Linked DNA regions of Capsicum annuum: region 1 is linked to region 2. The links are chromatin contacts, called in public Hi-C maps. All regions are on one chromosome and are shown on one strand. The core of a region is the stretch at or near the end of the contact, and the rest is flanking DNA. Distances in the headings are between cores, read along the strand shown.

Evidence for each region. A called contact is a pair of places that touch in the nucleus more often than the background predicts.
Region 1: a contact with region 2 is called in a Hi-C map of bud, with 2.4 times the contacts expected there. The contact joins the enhancer-like site here to the promoter of LOC107848208 in region 2. A contact is called at or near these places in 2 of 5 Hi-C or Micro-C datasets (bud and placenta).

Annotation. Positions count from the first base shown.
Region 1 is chr11:29,088,800-29,095,604 of UCD10Xv1.1, reverse strand. No RefSeq gene overlaps it. Among protein-coding and RNA genes, the nearest start is that of LOC107846568, 38 kb to the left of the region's middle. Within about 2 kb of position 5,109, at least 4 of the 5 cell types and tissues checked have an H3K27ac peak or open chromatin away from gene starts, as enhancers often do. A contact at or near this core is called in bud, where this site is marked.
Region 2 is chr11:29,000,924-29,007,964 of UCD10Xv1.1, reverse strand. It overlaps LOC107848208 (protein NRT1/ PTR FAMILY 4.6), which reads left to right and starts at 4,321. Exons shown (of 5, transcript XM_016692912.2): 1 at 4,321-4,448; 2 at 4,556-4,667; 3 at 4,992-5,209. The coding sequence starts at 4,446.

The sequences.
Region 1 (6,805 bases), core at 3,860-6,359, 87 kb before region 2:
GAAGAGAGAGTTATTATTATTTCTCTTGAGAGATTTCTTGATGGGTTTTTTACAGTGAAGGAAACCCCCCTTTATTTATAGGGAAAAACTAACTTTGGGGTCTCTAACTTTTTCATAAATAGATATTCACTATATATGGTAAAGTAGACATTCACTACATATGATAATATATTTATAACACTCTCCCTTGAATGTCTAATTGATAGATAATGTGCCTCGTTAAAATCTTACTATAAAAAATTCAGTGGAAAAAAAACCCTATTAAAGGAAAAATAGTACACATCTCTAACAATATGCATATAGGTTGCCTCATTAAAAACCTTACAAGGAAAACCCAGTGGGATAAAACCTCATAAGGGAAAAAGAGTACAACACGCATTAACTCTCCCTAATGAGAACATCCTTGAGCCTTTGCATCCCGATCTTGTGCACCATCTTCTTGAAAGTTGCAATTGAAGGAGACTAAATGAATAAATCAGCCACATTGTCACTTGAACGAATCTGTTGCACATTAATATCACCATTTTTTTGGGGCTCATATATGTAGAAAATCTTTGATGAAATGTGCTTCATTCTATCTCCTTTCATGAATCCTCCCTTAAGTTGTGCTATGCATGCTGCATTATCTCCATATAAAATTATAGGTACATTGTCATATTTCACACCATATTTTTCTCGAATGAGATGTATCATAGGCCTCAACCATACACATTCTCGGCTTTTTTCATAAATAGCTATTATCTCAGCATGGTTCGATGAAGTAGCTACAATACTTCCTTGTATATCTCCAAGATATGACAGTATCCCCACATGTGAACACATTGCATTCTTGAGACCGAGATTTATGCAGGTCAGATAAGTACCCTACATCAGCATGATCAATAAGATCGAGACTACAATCTTTAGAATAAAATAAGATCATGTGTTTGGTCCTATTTCGATGCCTCCTAGTAGAGCAGAATTATACCTTGGTAACAAATTAATCGAAAAAGGCTACATCCAACCTTATAGTATTTGCAAGATAATTAGTGCATCAATTGTACTAAGATGTGGCACTTCATAACCAATTCAAATTGATATATTTAATATTTCAGCAAATAATCTATTGCTTTAGAAAACTCTTCAAGAGTTTCAATAATATTCAAACCATCAATTTATCCCTTATAAGGATAATGAATAAATTTCTCAGAAACTTTATATGCTTCGGGCATTTTATATCCTTTAGGGATTTTCATATAAATTTTTGTCAAGTGACAACATCAATATGCGTGACATCTTCAAGTGTCTGGACTGTAAATCAAATAAGTGTTATACTTATCAAGATGCATCCTTTCATGTCACTTGATAAATGTTTCTACGTCAGCATGCTTAAATTAACGTAGAATTCAGATCCTCGTAATCTTTTATAATATTGCGCCAATATTGTATCAAAGATATCATTGACGATTTCTCATTCTGTATCGGTTCATAATGCAACATAACATTTTGAGATCTCATCACTTCATTATTTTCAGGTACGTGAATGTCTTATAAGATTTCATGAAGTGTTATGTCATATGCTCTTCAAGAGCACATTGCCTTCTTATTATGATTATTTGCTCCTTATTCTTTATAAGAATTATTTCATTTGAAATCGATCGGTTTACCATGCTTCATATATGCGTAGCTTTGTCCTTTAGGAACACTAAATAGGAGAACTTGTAGCTTAAATATGAGATGTTTTCGACATTTTACTTGAACTATCTTTTGAATGAGGACCTGATGATAATTCCTAACATATTTCATATTTGTTTATAATCTCCCCCTTATATTAGGAAAACTAACATACATCCTCCATCTTCTTTGAGAAATTCATCTTTGAGCATCATGGTATATTCATTAATCGTACACCGCACATTAAAACTATTAGATGGAATAGTTGGTTCCTGACCTTGAACCGATTGAAAGGAAAGAAATAATCATAATTTTTAGTCTAATGCAAACAAGTGTTATTGTATGCAATATGTCATACTTCAGATCAACACATGTGGTTTTGTTCTCATAAGCAATGATTCAACTATTTATCAAAGACATTTAGCTCCAACTTAATTAGCATTATCAAGATGATTGCCTTGATTAAACAATCTGAAAGTTATGCTCTTAATTCAATTTTATTAAGCAAGCAACTTTATGAATGTCAAACTGCAGGTTGACAATAAATGTACATGTGATCATCTTATTGATGCATCTTTTCAAAACATATCATATGATAGGTGAATGTGCCCTTATTCACCTTTTATAATTTTCAGATTTTGAGGGATCAAATCCCAACATTAGTTGATCCAACCAACTTATCATGAGAACAAGTAACATAAACAATTCTTGAAGAATCTTCTATTTCTTCAACATATGTCAATACTCAATATGCACATTTTCGCGATGTAGCAATCGTTCATGTCAATTTATGAATTTTTATATTAGTAAACTCCAAGTTTACCATGACATATGCCTTTTTTTTTCTTTAGTAAATTTCAGATCTACTATTACATAAATAAATTTTTGAATTTACTACTTCAGAAGTAGATTTCAAAATAACTCTTCTCAGTTATTCTGCCTCATTCGGAGGTGAATTGTGATACCATCATAATCAAGTGCACGTTTGTATTGATAAGATTTACTAAATATTATCACATTCATTCCATGAAATGAATTTATGCTTATAACAATCAAAATTCTCATACAGGAATGGAATATAATCGTGCCTTAATCCTATCATTATTTGATAGCTTATAACCTCTTTCAAAATATTGTTAATTCAAGAGCAAATCAAGGTGTGCATACAATGTAGAGAATTTTTCTCTAACATATCTAATAATCATAATAAGCATGTGAAAATATTATTAATTATCATATTTTCCCTTCACGCTTACATTCGTACATTCAACCACTTGTCTTCTTTCAGATATATTATGCATTGCTACCATATTCACTTCAGAGAATGGAGCATATTCAATGAAACATGTCTCATGCTTTTCACAAACATCCATTATTTTGCTTTAGCCATCATAATATCATCAATATGGTATATTGAGATTTAAACTCAATATCTTATCCATATAAAAAGGCATCTTAGGCAATAACTCGATGGGACTTGAACCCAACATCTTATCATCATGGTGCATTGAAACTTTTAACCCAATGTCTTACCCTCTTAATGAGATGAGATTTAAATTCATCATCGTATCTTTTACAATATTGTTCTTCATGAACAAATTTGAAGCATAAGTGGTTTCAAATCAATTATTTTTTTCTCAAATCTAATAATAGTTATATCATTAGTAGCAAAAGATAAATAACATAAGAAATTACTAACCTTGAAATTACCTTTTTGATTTATAATCTCACCTTATTTGGCAGAGTCTCGCACTGATAACGTGTTACGAAATATAAAGCAAAGAAGAAGAAGAATAGAGAGAGAAGAAAAAGTTATTATTATTTCTCTTGAGAGATTTCTTGATGGGTTTTTTACAATAAAGGAAAAACTTCTTTATTTATAGGAGAAAACTAACCTTGGGGTTTCTAACCTTTTCATAAATAGATATTCACTATATATGGTAAAGTAGACATTCACTATATATGGTAATATATTTACAACAATTATGAAGTTGTTACTAATTTTTAGGAATTCAAGAGACATATCCCAATTAAAATCTCATTAATTGCTCTGTCATTTAATTTTTTATCCTTATTTTTTTATGGTCAATTAGTTTGCTAGTTATGTATCTGTTACTTATGTATCACGACATTAACTTATGCATCTGAAGAGATTTAATGTAATTAAGAAAAAAGTTGGGAGAGAGTATAATTAAATAGCAAACTATTGAGGTTTATGTTATTTGCACATTAATTTTAATATCTTTACTTCAATGATGTAGTGGTTGTTAGGATGGTGGAGGCAATTGATGGTAATAACTTATGATTATGGTGCTGGTGGTAATTGATGATTGTGGTGGTCGATAGTAATAGTAATTGTAATGATAGAAATTCTGGTTGACAGTAGTGACTTGTTATGATGGTGGTGATGGTGATGGTAGTCGGCGGTAGCTTGACTAATAGTGATGGCATCGGTAGTCTTGGTTGACATTGTTGTTAGTGCTGATCTTTGTGAATTGTAATATAGTTGTGATAGGGAAGTGATTGGGTGTAATAGCGACCGGTGATAGTGATTGGAAGTGACAGTGATAGTAATTATAAATATGATTAATAGTAGTGGTTGATGGCCAAAGGTGATTGAGAGATATATGATGATGGGTTGTTGTTGACAACTATCATAGTGATGTATAGTGGTAGATAGTGATGATGATTGTTAGAGTGATAGTGAACAGTCATTTTAGCTAAAGACAAATCTACTATTTGAAGTTTATAGGTTTCTATATGAATTTAATTTAACATTGTAATACTAATCGTATTTATAGTCAAATATTTATAACTATTAGTCAATATATTCAAAATATACAGAAGCACCATTGATTTCCTGAACCCATATACAGGAGTCTAGATTTGCCTCTACTCAGCAAAATTTTTTGAATACATTTTAAATAATTTTAAGACATTGTTCAAGATTTATTTAAGTATAAACAACGTAAATCTCACTCGTTTTGGAGCTAATTAATTACTCTTATTTCAATTCTTTTCAATGTTACTAAAAAATTTTATCTAGTCTACATAGATACATCACTTAATTTTACATGAATATATCAACATCATACATGAATATATCACTCAATATTAATAAACGTAATGAAATAATTTTACACAGATAAATCATTGTTTTCTAAATATCTTGCGACTCTGATACATTGCCAACTAATTTGGATCTCATGCATAATGTATTATGAACAAGATTTTTTTGTGTATTAGTAACATTAACATTGGTCTGATACATAACTTTAATCAGAAACATTAGTCAATGTATCAGCAACATGAAAATTCATCAGATATATAAATTTCACAGAATTATCCAAATGAAAGAAATAAACATTTTCGATCAGATCTAGCCAAATCTTAATCTGTATCGTTGAAATTCTACGATTTTAATAAAAAAAGACGATGTTTTATAAGTTTTCAACACGACAGTTGTATGTGCAGGTCCTGACGAGATAGAGATGGTGAGAGAAAAAAAGAAAATGAAGGAGAAGGGGGTCATTTGCAGTTGTGGTGATTTTTCTGACGAAAATTGAAGCAAAGAGGAGTGGTATTTACTGTTGTCTAGTTAGTTTTAATGGAGGTTTATTTTAGAAGGTTGATGTGAAAAATGGAGGAAAAATGTTGTTGGTGGAGAGGCAGTGAGTGTGTTTGGAGAATAGTGAAGGTGGGTGTTCATGGTGGTGGTGGTGTCGACCGAGGAGAGAAATCGTGAGAGGGAAAAGATGGATATTGCACGATATGGGGGGTGGGGGTGGGGGTGGGGGGTGCGGAATGTAATTCCAAACTTTTTAGAGAGAGAAAGTAAAATCAGGAATCTATGTAATTTTTTTAAAAAAGTTGAGATTTTAAGTATTTATAGTAAGTTAAGAATAATATTATATAATTTTTTCCTTTATTTAAACTTATTAAATGGTCAAATTCATAAAAAGATAATTCAAATATACTTGATAGTTTGTAATCTGAATTATTATGTCCATTAGGAAGCGATCATATCAGAACATCTCATGTGTAAAATTATTTATTCCATTTTTGGAATATAAGTTAAATTCTGGTCACATTAGCAAGCATTGAATAACATCCTTATCTATTATCTGGTAATTGGATGGAGGATCAATTAGATAGGATAAAAGGGTAAGAAGGAATTAGAGAGAGTCAAAACTTTAATTTACTAAATTTCTTATTTTAAAATAACGAATTTAAGTGATATTAATTGAATTCTGAATATATATATATATATATATATATATATAATCTATATCTATGATCTATAATATATTAAAAGTGTGAATACCCTTAGAAAAGTGAGTTGAACTTTTTGCCCTTCATTAAAAGTCTCCTCTTTAGACAGAATTGTTTTTTTACTATTTTCCTCAAATTATTATTTAGTTATTATTAATATTAAAAATTTAAAATTATTTAAAATCCTTATATCAGTTAGGAAAGAAAGTTCTAAATCAATCTAAATCTTACCTTATATGTAATTTATTAATAAATTAAATAAATAAAAAATAATATTGATTTGAATTGAAAAAACCAAGAAAAAGAAGGTCCAAAAGTAAAAAAGAGAACAAAAAAGGAAAATATATAATTGGAAAGAAAATTTAATTGAATTGAAAAGGAAAAAGAAAAGAAAACGTGTGGAGGCAAAAAGAAAAAAAAAAGAAGAAGAAGAAAGAAAAAATAAAAATAAAATAAAACATAAAAACAAAAAAGATTTATATTAAATAAATAAAAATTAAATTGACAAAGAAGTAAAGTAAATTAAACCTAAAATTTCTTATAAATTGAGAATTCTTCCTTTCTACAATAATACGTCCATAATATAGTTCTTAAATAGTTTTTTCCTTTATTATCGTTGTTCATAAATTTGATGTGATTTAAGGTATGTTTTCTAAAATTTTTGTTTTTGATATTTACAATCTTGATAATATCTATGATTAAAGAAATAAATTTGCTTGTGATTTGAGGTAAGTTTTTTAAAATTTTAATTAGTATGTTCTTGAAGTTTATAATAATAAATTATCATGTATTCATGATAGACAATTGATAATTGAGAAGTTTTTAGTGAAATATTAATAGTATTTATGATTGAAGAGACAAATTTTCTTGTGATTTGAAG
Region 2 (7,041 bases), core at 3,072-5,571:
TCTTCTCTTAAATAGCGAATTCCATCCAATAATATAAATGCAGTATAATAATTAATTCGAATCTTCATAAAAGATTCTGACAATTTAAATATAGATCATTAGGATGTTAGTTGTTATTTTTGTAATAGATCTTATTTGCTTTTTTGTAGTTAGATGCTTCAAGTTAATTGAGCATTAAAATGAGGCATGATAATGGTTATTTAGTTTGTTCCATATTGTTTCTTAATTTTGAATATCGTGAATTTTTTTCATGTATTTTCATCTAAACTTTTTCTGAAAATTTTGTACTAATTGTGATTTAATCTTATTTTTTTAATTGGATTTTATAAAGAAATATTTAGAACTTTGAAAACAACTAAAAAAAGGTTATTAAATCTTAATTAGCTAGAAAGCACTACAAATGTGTACCTAAAGGAGTAGTACTATTTTAAAACTTTATAAGGCATGAAACCTAAAAAAATTCTCAAAAAAAGAATATTTGTTGGCTCAATTAGTGGTCGGTGTAAAAGAAATAACACAAAGAAATGTCTTCCTGTATACATACATACTTTAGCACGCAAATATCTTATTTCTTTAGCATACGAAAAAAATACACGAATCCAATTATTTATTTTACCTTTTTTTTCTAGTTCATTTCAATATCTTTATTTAAAATACTTTATTTTTGTATTTTCATGCAATATATTTAAAATTACAAGATTAAAATATATTTTAATATATTTCACATGTCTATAATAATTAAAAGACACATTATAAAATGTATGATGACCTATAAGCTATAAGTTCATTTAGTCTTGTTGGTCAAAATAAATATGAACATAGTAACTCTCTCCTTAATGACTGATTGTATTTGCTGAAATAAGAACTCACACATTCACATTATGATTTTTGAAAATTTTTCATTCCTAACTAACCAGATATTTTGTATCATAGGTTGCAGCCACAATCTCCTTTTTAAACTTTTTCCACTTCTTCCTCTTTATCAGCAAGATGGTAGCATGTACCTCCTGGAGTTGAACATTCACTCCCAGCCAACTGGATAATTGGTTGAAGGGAGAGAATGGAGAAGAAATATTTTAAATAGGTGGGTCTGATTGGATAAATCTGATCTTTATTAAACAGGTTGATTAATTAAATTAATTATAATATTTTAAAAGAGAGTGAATCACACACGCAATACATGAGTCTAAAGTTGCAGAAAAAATGGGTCAAATGGAGTATTTAATTGGATAGTAACTAGTTTCGTACGGTAATAAAATTCAAAAAATTATAAAAATACACAATTTATGTTTTCAATATTACAAAAAATTTCAACCCCCAAACATATTACAAAAATTTCATATATACATATAATGGTATGTATATGTCGGCTATGTTATGTATATTAATAGGAAAAGAGATTAAAGTAATTACAAAAGTGGGAGATAATATAATTACTTTTACAAGATTAGTATTTATGTTATTTATACAATAAAATTCCCGCAAACTTTCAGTGTCTTTTTAAAAATTCGAAATAACTTTAATGATGTAGTGATGTCTTTTCTCTATTTTACTTAATCATTTAAGTATATAAAAGATCTCTGTCATATACTTTATATTGATTTGATATACTCTTTGGGTAGTTTGGTTTGAGGTACAAAAACAAATAATTTTAAAATAAAATAATAATTTTACAATAAAATTTTTAATGCATTTTTGATTGACAACATTCGGAATAACTTAGTTTGGGACTAATAAATAATTTCGGAATAAGTTATCCACGCATTTGATGGGATAATAATTCCATCATTATTTATTCTTGGGATAAAATGATAAAAGGACATAATTACCCTCAAATTCTTTGTCTCACATTAATAATTAATATGCATACTAGAAATATTTAACTAGAAAAAAATTCTTCACAAATGATAGCTAATATTTAGCGGGAATATAATTTTGGTGCTAATTTTTTTAATCAAAAAATTTGGTTTAACTTGGGGTACAGTGAGTAGTTAAATTTTAGCGAAATTATGATTTTGGCTCTAATTATTTTTCTATATCAAAGAAGTGATCATAGTCACATATATTAATATAGACATACTTTGGTTAAATCATCCTTCGCCTAATGCTCGCTTCCATTTCTACTTGGTTATTTATTTTATTTTATCATCGCCTCTACTTTCTGAAATATTATCTTTAAATTATCATATGAGCAACTATGTTGATTTAATATCTTGTAAACTTAATAATCAATTTTAGGTCGAGCAACATTAACACACAAATTTTCTGAGAAAATAATTCATTTTTTACTACGATGACCAAATTACTATGCATGTACTTCACTCAACTAATTTATCAAATATATTATTACATTACATAAAAACATATAGGTAGCATAGACGTATTAGAATTTTGGAAGGAGGGATGCTTTACTATGAAAAGGTAGATCTAAGATATAAATGTGACCGATTTGATCTTAAGGTTCTTATCATTGAATCAGTTAAACTTTTAAAGTTATAGATCCAAAATTAATTTTTATCGTTTAATATATATATATCGTGTCAGAAATATTGAAATCGCTTGAACCCATTGATTTTATGTTATATCATCCACTACTACTAATTTTAATATACTCATTTGATTCAATTATATAAAAAATTATAGTGATAAAAAGAATTAGAATTTTTCAATGTAACATACTTGAAAATTTTGAAGGATAAAGTATAAAATTAATTAAAATGCAATAAGTATTATCAATAACCGTTAAGAAAGGTTCCCCCAATTTTAGGAAGAAAAAAAAAGAGAGATTATAAGATTTAAATATCTAACTTCACTTAAAAAGGTGCACTCAATCATCATCACATTATATAATACTTTGAGTATTGATTCACACATTTATATTTAAATATTTTAAAATAAATATTACACTACTATAAATAATAGAACTTAGGATTAAGTAAAAAAAAAATTAGAACTTAGGATTAAGTAAAAAAAAAATTAGAACTTAGGATTAAGTAGGATTTTATACCTTCACCAGATTGAAGTCCCAAATTCCCAATTAAAACTATTCATGTTTCTTTTTCTTTAAAAAAAGAAAAATAATTTTGAAACTTCAAATAATAGAAAATAATTGTCTCTCTCTTGAAAAAAAAAAGAGAGAGAGAAAAATTATAGGAATACAAACATAAAAATAATTAAGTTAACTAAAGTGAAGGGTATTTTAGTAAACAAACAATATATTTTTACAACAATGTACTACATATTATTTTTAATACCACAAATCAAGCAACCACTAAAAAATAATCTCAGGATAACTTATCCCATGACAACTAATCTCAGTATTATTTATAACATAACTAATTTCGGTATAACTTGTTTTCAAACCAAACGACTCCTTTGGGTGTGGATAGATAATTGTTGAATCTTTTGTTAGAGCCAAATCAGCCTTAACTCGAAAAAATTCACTAATTTTGACTCAATTTTTTATATTTATATTTTAAATTTTAACACTTATCAACAAGTATAAATATTACATTCTAAGTCAAATAAACAAAAAAGGAATTATAACTTAGAATGTGTAAATTAAAAATTCTAGCTCCATATCTTTAGCCTTTGCTTTTTTCCAAATGCTTTTTAATTGGTTTTGTATTTTTTTGATTTCTTATTCATTGCTCGATAGTTGTAGGGAGTCTAACTAGTCTGGATTTATGTCACATAGATTCTATGCGGGGAAATTGCTCCTTAACAAAAAAAAATTTGATATTCAAAGCTTAAAAGCAAAATCCCTAATTAAGGAATATGTCATCCACTGTATCACAACCTTGATGCTTTATAAGTTTCTCACAGTAAGAGGTAGTTTGGTTGGTTAAAATAATGTGAAATATGGTGTATTTATAATGCTTGCATTAGTAATAGAAGTATTAATTATGCTAGCATTAGTTATATTGAGACTTTTCTTATGCAATGTTTGATTCTATGTATTAAAAATAAAATACATTACATATTTTTCTTTTAAAAAATATTATTTATAAAAATACCCTCCACAAATTAAATATGATAAAAGTGATGTGAGAAAATTTTTAAGGGGTAATTACATTTTTATTCATGTTAGTGCATACATTAGAATTCATTGCATTATTAATTTCTTTTGAAGTATTAACAATACACACCTCAATACATAATAAATTACATTAATTATACATAAACTAAAAATATATATCAAACAAGATACATTATACGCAAGATTAATACATAATTCTTTTTTTTAATATACTCTACCAAACAATCCCTAAAAAGGTCCATATATTCTCTTCAACTCTTTAAATACCCCCAACTTTGATAACTCTCCTTTCTATCTCAGTCCTTTGAATTCCTAAGATTCCCCCACTCTCTTAACCTCTCAACTTAAACCTCTTATAACCCAAGTTTAGATTAAAGCTCACACAAACCATACAAATAGAAAAATAATGGTACTTTCCTCTTTCTTTCTCTTTTCCTTTACCTACTTTAAAAAAACCAAAAAAAAAAAATTGTCATTTTTTCTTTCATGTATTCATCACTCTGTTTTGTATTGCAGGATACAGAGTGCCAAAGCCAGTTAAGCACTTGGAATGGCTATGTTGATTGGAAAAATAGGCCTGCACTTACTAATAGACATGGTGGATTACGTGCTGCCTCGTTCGTATTGGGTAAAACCTAAAAAACCATCTTCTTGGAAAATTTTTATATAAATTGTTATCTTTTTCAAGTTTTTTGGCTCATTCTTGCATGTAAAATTTTCAAAAGAGCCGTCATGTAGCTGGTAAAATTGATGTCATAGGATAAGAAGGTCAAGGGTTCGAGCTGTGATAACAATCTCTTGCAAAAATATAGAAAAAATTAACTTTTGTAGTCCGACCCTTCTTCTGATCCTATTCATAACGAAAGCTTAGCACACCAAATTATCTTTTTTTCTTACATGTGAAATTTAGAGAATTTGATTTGTGTTTTTTTATTTTGGGTGAAAATAACAGTGGTGGAGGTGTTGGAGAATTTAGCATATTTGGCAAATGCAAGCAACTTGGTACTCTACTTTTCAGAGTACATGCATTTTTCACCATCAAAGTCAGCAAATTCTGTGACAAATTTTATGGGCACTGCATTTCTATTGGCACTTCTTGGTGGATTCTTATCTGATGCCTTCTGTACTACTTATTATATCTATCTCATCAGCGCACTCATCGAATTTCTGGTAAACTTTCCATTTCCATTTTCATTTCTCTATTAATTAATATATTTATATTGAGATTTAACTAAATTCAAATTTACATCTAAAAGTTTCATTTACTAAGATAAAAGCAAAGGTAATTATTCATATTCAAAGCTCGAACATGATACCCCTGGTAAAAAAAATACTTACCAATCCACTGAAACTATTGTGACTTCTGTGTGTGTTTATCAATCATTCTCTAGTTTTCCTTCTTCCCCTCTGTGAGGGGATATTTGAATAACCTTTTAATTGACAAAATATAATAAAATAGTAAGAGTTAAAATTTATGTACTACGGTGCAATTAATAAGTCATTTAATAAGGTACTAAATTAATGTACATTTTAGTGCTATCATGATCATTTTAATTGAAACGTTAAAATGGTATTCCATCCATCCCATATTCCATATTACTTGATTATCTTATTAAAAATAATTATTTCATATTTGTAGTATACATTATTAAATCAAAAGAATATTAATTAATTTTTTTTATATCACCTTTATAATTAATTCTTTTTGAAAATGTTCACAATTATTTGTCAAGTTTTCAATTTTTTTTTTTAAAAATAAATTAATAAAATTATTTTCTTATTTATATTTTCTTAATATGCATATAAAAAAATAAATAATCAATAAATATGGACCGAGGTAGTACCAACTTATGTGACACATTCTTTTAGTAGGTCTTCATAGAAGAATGGCAGATTTTTATATTTATAAATGATGAATCTAAATTATCAATTTTTTAATTGTTTACTTTTATGAAGTAGAAATAAAATTTATGCCTGGGTGAAAAATGTTGACATTTATAACTGAACAGGACGCACGTGGATTTTAATTGGGTGAGACATAAAATGAGCAGAAATTAAGGCAAATGTAGCCAATATTCAATGAAACATACTTGGGAAATGTGATCAAACCCAGTAACGTTGCCACGCATTTGATGCACCTATTCACCCTCTTTGTCCTTCTCCCTTTCTTATTTTTTATAAAATACTATTATTATTATTATTATTATTATTATTATTATTATTATTATTATTATTATATTTAAGAATCACTCTTTCTTTTATTAATTAGATTGTTTTTTTCCGTATATTTGAATATACTTAAAGCCGTTATAAATGATAGCGTAGTACTTTGACAAACAAATAGAAGAAAAAGTCAAATTACTTTGAAGTAAAAGTTATGTTTGTTTACTCTTTAATTTTGGCTCTTTCATTATTTTTCTCCTCCTATTTCTTGCTCTTTAAGACTTTGATTATACTCTTCAATTAAAAGTTATATGTCACATTGTTTGATTGGTAGAAAACATGAAGGGTGATATTCTTTAATTAATTAAAAGTTATAAATATGCTTAACTAAGATATAATAAGGACTCAAATTAAATTCCAACAACAGTTTAAGAGTTATACTGGATATATGATGGATAGAATCTCTCAATCTTTAAGCATCATTTTTAGTTTGAGTTCTTGTAATAAAAAAATCTTAGTAAAGTACGTCCCTTTTAATAAGCCTTAATGTAAATTTAAATTAATCGAGACTCATATACAAATAATCGATATTGCGTGGACAACCAGGAAAAGCATGCCTAGTGAGCTAGTGATTACTCATATAAAGTAATGGTTCTATGGATATAGCTATACAATTAACAATCCAATAACCTTATTAGGAAAAGCATCCTAAAGATAGTGATGATTGGTGTTAAAATTGCAACAAGGGCATGCAACTTGGTTACAAAGTGATGCAAGTTGACAATTGTTATGGACTAAAAGATACTTGGGAATTGGTTGCTTTTTTTCTTTTTATCTTC